2 separate regions of the Zea mays genome follow, and region 2 is linked to region 1. The links are chromatin contacts, called in public Hi-C maps. All regions are on one chromosome and are shown on one strand. The core of a region is the stretch at or near the end of the contact, and the rest is flanking DNA. Distances in the headings are between cores, read along the strand shown.

Evidence for each region. Hi-C and Micro-C count contacts between places; a contact is called where the count stands out from the background.
Region 2: a contact with region 1 is called in a Hi-C map of tassel, with 2.4 times the contacts expected there. The contact joins the promoter of LOC100286093 here to the promoter of LOC100273323 in region 1. A contact is called at or near these places in 7 of 25 Hi-C or Micro-C datasets (bundle sheath, ear, endosperm and 3 more) and 1 of 3 datasets of contacts at active chromatin or transcription factors (leaf).

The regions. Positions count from the first base shown.
Region 1 is chr8:170,471,022-170,475,099 of Zm-B73-REFERENCE-NAM-5.0, reverse strand. LOC100273323 reads left to right here and starts at 1,516. Exons shown (of 5, transcript NM_001147764.2): 1 at 1,516-1,643; 2 at 2,775-2,846; 3 at 2,936-3,102; 4 at 3,189-3,300. The coding sequence starts at 1,605.
Region 2 is chr8:170,676,967-170,681,651 of Zm-B73-REFERENCE-NAM-5.0, reverse strand. It overlaps LOC100286093, which reads left to right and starts at 2,762. Exons shown (of 6, transcript NM_001361378.1): 1 at 2,762-3,021; 2 at 3,731-3,868; 3 at 4,077-4,676. The coding sequence starts at 3,794.

The DNA.
Region 1 (4,078 bases), core at 267-2,766:
TTATTACAGCCCAATACCGCGATAATACGGTCCTATAGCGTCCCAAGCAACCATTACACACTCAATTACTTAGGCTAGCTTGTTCGCTTGTTTTTAATCCATACCAGATTCTATTGTTTCTATAGTGTTTGTCTTTATGAATTACAGCTGTATCAATCTAAATAGCCGACTTTAATCTAAAACGAACAAATGAGTTAATAAATTATTAGCTGGTTTGAGCGACCACCTCAATCCATTCGCAGTGTCCGCTCAGAGTAGTGCAGCCGCAAAGCCATACCAAACCTGGACCGAAATTCTCTTGAGAAAATCCCTTCAATGCCATTCAAATTTATACCAATCTCTTCAATACCATTGGAATTTATAGCTTCCCTCTAATGCCATTAAATTTAAATTTTAATCTTTTCAATGCCATCACCGTTGGTTTGAAGCTAACGCCGTTAGTTCCATTTAAAACAAATCCCTTCAATACCATCAAAATCTATACTGATCCCTTTAATGACACTAGAAAATAGTTTGGTCTATTTGGGTTTTAAAAATTCCAGAAAAAAATCTAGACTAAATTTTTAGAATTCCACTATTTAAAAAAAAACTTCAGCCCATACTTTTTGAAACTCCAAAATTACTTCAATATGTTAGTTTGATCTATTTGCTTCCTAATAATTTTGAAAAATTATATATGAAAAATTGAATAGATCAAATTGGTATAAATGAATAAACACATAGCTTTCTGGGTTCTAAAAAAATATGTAGTGAAATTTAAAAAATTATTTAAATATTGTTTAGAACTTCTATCCACATTTTTAGAACCCAAAATTTTTGAAACGCGAATATACCACATTGATTTTAAAATTTGGCTCCCTTTGTTATCATTAGTGTTTGTTGTTAGTTAAAAAATAGGAATAAAATAGACCAAATTGATATAGTGGAGTAATTTTTGGTGTTTACAAAAAATATGTACTGAAGTTTTAAAAAAATCGTGAAATTTTAAAAATCTAGTCCATATTTTTTATTCTTGAATTTTTAAAATCCAAATAGATCAAACCAATTTCTAGTGGCATTAAAGAAATTAATATAGATTTTGATGGCATTAGAGAAATTTGCTCAAAATAGAACTAACGATAATGATAGGGCCAATTCTCTGTATGCCATCAGAAAATATACCCGTTACTTGTGTGCCACTGGCCCCACATGTCATACACACAAAAAAATATACCTACATGTCATTCAGTAGCACATAAAGAATGAGTATAAAATCTGATGACATAACAGGAATTTTTCTATAATGGTATTTAAGGTATTAAAATTTAAATTTAATGGTATTAAAAGGAAGCTATAAATTTTAACAGTATTGAAAGAATTAGTATAAGTTTGGATGCCATTGAATAGATTTCCTCAATTCTCTTCCAGTGCCCGTCCTGCTCTGCTCTGATCCACACAACAAAAGTAACAGAAGACAGTGGCCCATTAATCAGGCCCTTGAACGGTTAAACCCTAGACGGCCTAGAGAGAAAGGAAAGAAGTGCTCCGGGGAAGCACCGTGACACCCTTGCTCGCCCGCATCTCTCTAACCGCCGGCGCCGGCGCCGGCGCCGGCCATCGTTCACATGGCTGCGATGCCACCGGCCTTCACGGGCAACCTGAAGGTGAGTGCTTAAAAGATCCCCATCTGCCATTGCCCGGTTCGGTTCGGGTCACACTCTGCCGGTTCCGGCGCACTGCGGGCGCGGCATCAACACCACCCATGGCCACCACCCCCATCCACAAGCGACGTCGCAGGTTTCTACGCGGGCGCGTTGCGTCTCCAGCCGTCTTCCGCCATTCAAAGAATCCTTTGTTCCTCCGGCCCCATCCGCCTACCTTCAATCTCCTCCGGAGGGGCATGGATGATTTGCCGCCGAGCTGTGCTGAATCGGGGGGCTGGCGTCCGTGGCATTCAGAGCTCCATTTTGCGCTTAGCAGTAGATTCAGTTCTCTGCAGTCAATAGCTCCAACACTCCTGGACATGGATATTGGGTTAACGTGACTGCGAACAATGGCGGACCCAGAAATACAACCTATGCAAGATTATTAACTGCTAATAACTATAGGCGGGATTATCATCTGGGTTCAAATATTTGGACTTATGTGCTCCTTTGAGGCGGCGAGGCAGCCACACCCACACGCAGTGGCCTGTGGCGCCTGGGCGGTGAGTCCGCCTATGACTGCGAATGTTATAATTTTATTGGGCATCCTTTTAGTTGATTGAATTGGTTGTAGCCTGAACCTTATCTACCATTTTATCTCCCCTGCTTGTCGTGTTCTATGTCCCTGTTCAGCAGCTATACCACAGTCTTTTATGCTCACAGAGGCAGACATTAGTGGCTTGAAGTGCAGCCAAACGGCTTAGGTTTATCTATCTCTTCTGAGATATGAAATGGGACATTGTAGGTTTATGCATATTCAGCCACCTTTGCTAGTTATTATGTGATTTTGTAAATTTCCTGAGCCTGCGACTAAATTATTTCAACATATTTAGTAATGCGCTGGGAGTATATGCAGAACTTAAGTACCTTTTCTGTTTGTTTTGTCAACAAAGTGAGCAAAAAACAATGCTTTGTTATGTGTGGCCATGTTGCATGAGTGAAGAAGCACGTGTTTCTTTCTTTTCACCTGAAAAGTAAAATAGTTCTGCAAGCAGAATCTCTAGTTATGGAATGTTATTTCTGAATCCGCAGTTCACATCATGTTCAGTCAAGTACTAGCACTGACGGTTGCTTCCTTTTTGATATGTGCAGAAAGCACTTGCAGGTCTGAGAAGAATCAATTTAGATGGGCTTCGATGGCGCGTATTTGATGCTAAGGGTCAGGTTAGGATTGTTTTTCTAGCTTGAGTAGCATGGATGAACTTATCTCAAGAAGGATAGAGGCTACGAGGTAAATTTTCTATGTGATATAGGTGCTGGGACGATTGGCTTCCCAAATAGCCGTTGTGCTTCAAGGCAAGGATAAACCGACCTATGCGCCACATGTGGAAAATGGAGACATGTGCATTGTACTTAATGCACAGGATATCAGTGTTACAGGAAGGAAAATGACAGATAAGATTTACTACTGGCATACAGGGTTAGTACCCAGCAAAAAATTTGTTGGTTACATTATTTATGAGATTTTTGTTAACTTTCTCTTGTTATGTGTTTATTCCCAAATAGGTATGTTGGCCATTTGAAGGAAAGGAGGCTCAAGGACCAGATGGAGAAAGACCCAACTGAAGTGATTCGCAAAGCTGTGCTGCGCATGCTTCCCCGCAACAAACTGCGTGATGTAAGTGAAACTGTGAAACTTCATTTCTCTTTCATTCTGCATTAGAAAACCTGGGCGCGCTTTGTCGCGCCATGATTGTGCCAGCCAGTAGCAGTTTTGTGTAATCTATGAGCTTTACAGTATGGACTATGGAGTAACTTGTATAAGTTTTGTCATATGATGACTAAACTGATCTGATCAATTGAAAATGAAATTGGTCATATTTTCTGTTAGAAATGAAAAGCGCCAAACAAAACATTGAAGGGAATGAGTGTAGCTTTCTAGCATGAACCAATGTTTTCAAGTTGTCCGATTAATCGCGATTAGTCACGATTAATCGTTCAAGTCGGGTTGGACCAATCACGGTTAATCGCCCAAGTCGTCCGACTAATCGTGATTAATCGCGATTAATCGTCCTAGTCGGTCAGGTAGAACAACCAGCAAGCTGTCCGACTTGAAAACATTGCCATGAACGTAAGTGTGTTTGGTCATTGATTTATAGTGAATGGATACAATAGATGCAATAAAAAAATAAATTAACACAAACCAATGCAAAAACAAAGAAACAAATGAATTTGGCATAGACTCTAAAACTTTAGTAGTAGCAAGGAAACTTTTTAAGTGCACGTTCCCATATTAGAGACATTTTTTAAACAAAATTGATTTTGCCCTTTCTAAGCTACCATGCAGCAGGTGGAAAAAAATTAGTACGGCCATATACTACTATTACTCTGTATGAAACAGGGGCAGGCCCAGGGCCTGGCTCATTATACTCTTTTATATCTTCAACATTTTATTC
Region 2 (4,685 bases), core at 1,513-4,012, 210 kb before region 1:
GCTCGTTGACATGCATGACATGAACTACGGTCATGTTTGGTTTCAATTAGTCCTAGAACTAAACTTTAGTCCCTACATGTTTGGTTCTAGGGACTAAACATATTCTAAAGTTATTAAATACAATGTTCAAAGACTCAAATGCCCTTAGAATATAATCATAATATTAGTTATCCATACAAAAAAGGTAAGGGCAACATGATAATTATGTGCTTTTAGTCTCTTTTAGCACCTATGTGAAGGACTAAAGACTAAATCATTTTAGTCTATATTTTAGTCATAGTGTTTGGCAAAAAAGAGACTAAATGAGACTAAAAACTAGAGACTAATGTTTAGTCCCTCTAACCAAACACCCCTACATGTCATTAGATACGCCTCGTTGTCTGAGACACGAGCTGCAGAAAATAGGCCTACAGGGCCCAGGAAAAAAAACTGATGCTCTCATTGAGAAAGAATTGTGCGTCCAAAGGCCCATAAAGTGTGGCCCAAATAAGAACACACGAACGGTGCCGTCTGGCTTCTGCTCTGTATCAAGACACATTAAATTTTTTCTCTCTCTCTGACTAGATTAGATACGTTATCTATGTATTCTTCTTTCTGATCCATCCATCCATCCCTACTCACCGCCACCGGCAGCTCCTAGAGTATGCATTGCATACATGCATGCGTGTGATGCATCCTCGGCGTTAGGTGTGTGAAACCTATCAGAAGGGTTAGCTTCAGCCGCATCGACTGTACCCTGCAAGGAACCAAAATTCAGTAATAGCTGCTTCAGCTTTCCAGTGCTTTTCAGTTACAACTGTAAAAAAAGTAGTAGTATATATTTGCATGTGGGACTTCGGTTATGGTTTTTTTAACAAACAAGTAGTGCACTCGAGCCCAACAGCCCCAACTGGTTGCTCTTTCAGATAATTAAATTTCCAGAACCAAGCAGAAAAGGCGCGCCCTGCTCTCTTCTTTACTAGTGCGATGTGTATGTATGTTGTAGCAAGAAGAAGCAACGTCGTCGGGGGCTGAGGTGACGCAGCAGCAGTGCAGGAGGCAGATATAGTCGTTGCCGAGATGAGGAGACAATATGAGGCCATCAAATGAAGACGTTGGCCTACAAACAATACATGCGTTGTTAGGAGCCAACTCCCAGCACTAATAAGCCACGCCCTGATTTCGACCAGGGACCCAACTAGCTATAGCTAGCTAATAGGCATCTATCTTACGAGATGTTAAGTTGCAATTTCTCGTCTCTGTCAGCTGGAGTACCTTGCAAGCAAGACTACTGCCCCCTCCCCCACCCCCCCACTCGATCTCAAGAGTAGTCTCCTCTCGATCGGCGCTTAATAAGCTAGCCACTCTCAACAACATTTTTCCCCTTCTTTTACAACACGTTCCACTCATGTAAGGGAGAGGGAGATCATAGCCTGGGTCAATGCTGTCGCTACGTGACTGGTTTCGGTCTCTTTCCTTCTTGTAATTTTGTATAAATACTACTCCTTACGTTCTTTTTTTTTTATTTGTCGCGTTTTACTTCGAATATGAACTAGCCGGCGACAAGTGATGTTTGAAATTTCGGTTGCCAACAAACAAGCTTCGAGAACATTTGGTAGATAGGAAATAAAGATTTCAAAACTTTGTCGGAAATGGAAACGAAAATGGTAAGACTATATATATTTACAACCGAAAATGAAATTGCTCAGCGCTCAGTGAGAGAGAAGCCGCCTGCAACTGCAGCTGCAGCTGCAGCTGCAGCTTGTCGACGACGGTTACTTCATCGAGACAAAACGCTGCTAATCAGGGTGACAGTTGGAAGTGGATCATCGCGCTGGGTCGGAGAGGATTCGTGCTCAAGCAAGCGTGTGGGCAATGACATAGCCATCATCATCGAATGAGATGAGGCTGGCTGCTAGCTGAGTGGCTGCTATAGATAATACAGGATATAGTGTCTATATATCCTACCTTACAGAAAAGCTTCCGAGTTTTAACCAACAGCCAGCGCGCGATCATGACAGCATCATTTCCCACGTCAAAAAAAATCCGCAGAATCGAATCATGCGTAATTAGTATCCGTCAGACATGGCTGTGGCGCGCAATAACAGATGAACAGTGACTGTTAGGTGAAGGTAAGCATGCACGTCTGTCTGTCTGTCGTATCAGTAGCCGTGAATTTAGCCTACAGTTCAGATCCCACACACACTGATCTTTATGAACCAAGCAAAAGAATCCCCCCCCCAACCCCCCCCCCCCCAAAAAAAAACAGATAAGTACTGTATTAGTGTATTTAGTATTTTTCTCATACTGCTGTAGTTCAGTAGACCACCAGTGACGATAGTGAAACATACCTGCTACTACAACCTACCATACCTTCTTGTAGACTTCACAAAATACTATACAGGATATTCTCTCGACCAATCGAGTTGCAGCCTTTACTAGCCTGCGTACAACTGCACAGTCCATGTTGTACAACTATAAAGTATGCATCACACATGGCAGGGGTCCCCAAAAGGACACATACATGCTTGAAGTACTCCTACAGCATTGGCAAGGCAAAGGCAAGGCACAACGAAACAGTGTGACCCTCAAGCCCCTGCAGTCCTGCACTGCAGCAAAGTGCTGCCCTTTCGAGGCTTGGCAATCAAGCAAGGTTGGCCGGGTGTCATGTCATCGAGTAGGGAAGTAAGTGGGCATGCACTCCCATTCACCACCCCCACCAGGCCACCACCAAGAAGAAATCTATAAGACGCGGTCCCTCTCACCAAGTGCGGAGAGTTCCAAGGAAAGAGGCCATGGCCAGGAGGTGCTGCGGTCTGTCGACGCCTGTAAACAGCTAGCTAGACCGCGCGCTATGGCCTTGAGAGCGGTCGTGTGTGCACAGACGGGCATGATTTTGTGAGGGGTGTTATACCAGCGAGCATAATAAAGAGGGTCACTGACTGGAAGGAGATTAGGAGAAGGACTGCATTGCAGCTCTGGTGAAGTGCGAGCAAGATCTTGGAGAGGTTGTGGCATGTGGGACTGAGGGCTGTAAACAAGGTATGCACCTTTGGTTCTTCACACCATCTTCTCGTTTTGTTTCTTTTTTTTTTCTTTTTCCCACACTGAAAATTACCATGTCCCCTGCTATGATGCACTGTAAATATACAAATCATGCTAAGTTTCTCAGTGGCTGCTGAATTGCGCAGCACTACTGTAATTTTTTTTACACTTCTACACTGCACAAAAAAAATATAAGTACAGTAGAAATGATAGCGATGTCGGGTACCATGACTCCATGAGTCCGTAAAGGATTACCACACATTCAAAGTTCAACTTTACAGACTGTTAGTGCCGTGTTCGTGTGCTAGTTATTAGACAGACACAGGTCGTTCCTTCAGAACAAAGCGTCAGGCTAATTTCTTATTCTTGCCTCGATTACTTTACGATTTTCCAAGGCCAAAGATTTATTTATTACCCCTTCTACTTCTAATTGTAGGTCATTCCAACTTTCTTGAGGAGGTAAAACATCTCAAGTTTAAGTAAATTTTATATAATAAAATACTGACGCTTTGTATATCAAATAAGTATTGTTACATTATTTATTATTATATTTTTATAGTATAACTATTTGATGTCATAAATCTATATAGTTATCTCTATAATTTTTAACTAAACGTAAGATGCTTGAACTTTTAAAAAAATGGAATGATGAACGAATGATGCAAACTTTCTCACTCGTCCCGTTGTTCATGGAATTACACTACAGGCCTCCCTCCCTGGCAGTGAGAAATGTTAAAGGACGGTAGCAAGGAGAAATGTTAAGGCGGAGATGGGTAAGAAGGGAAATTGGTTCACTGCGCTCAAGAAGGCCTTCACCTCAAGCCCCAAGGAGAAGCCAACAAATGTAAGTTGGTACTCCAAAATCGACCCTAATTGATTGATTGATTATTATATGCATGTGTTAGCTACGTTTCGAAGCAGATTTTTCTCACCAGTAACACAGCAAAGACAAATCAACCTAGTTTAAAGGAAGGAACTCAAAAGAATTTGGGTTGAGTGTTGATTGCTGTGGAGTAACGTGCTCCATCAATGGCAAATTGTCGTGCGTGCAGGTGCATCAGCTGGTAGCGCAGTACCCGTCTACTCACGCGCACGGCTGGGAGAAGAAGCGATGGGGAGGCTTCGGGCGGTCGCGGCCGCACGCGGAGCCGGCGTCCCCGGCGGCGGGCGCGCTGATCAACATCCCGCTGTACCGCGAGCCGAGCAGCATCGAGAAGATCCTCGGCGACGCGGAGATGGACCAGCAGCGCCAGTACTACGCCGCCACCAGGGCGCAGTACCAGATCACGCCCGCGAGGCCCACCACCGCCGTCGCCGGTAGTGCTGCTTCTGCTGCTGCCGTGCCGCTGCCGCAGCCGGTGGTGGGAGTGGGAACAGCACGTGAGCGCGAGCGCAGGAGAGAAGACAAGCCGGCCGCCGTGGTGCTCCCGCTGCCGCCGCCGTCCCCTCCCCCGCTGATCAGGAGGTTCGACCATGACAGGGAGCAGCAGAAGAAGCTGCAGCTGCAGCCGCAGAGCTGCAGGGCCGAGACGGAGTGGCGGCGGCAGCAGCAGCAGCCGAGGCGGCACCGCGCGGCGAGGCAGAGCGCCGCGCCGCCGGACCGCGCGCGCGCCGCGGCCGTGGCGATCCAGGCCGCATTCCGGGGCTACATGGCAAGTCCA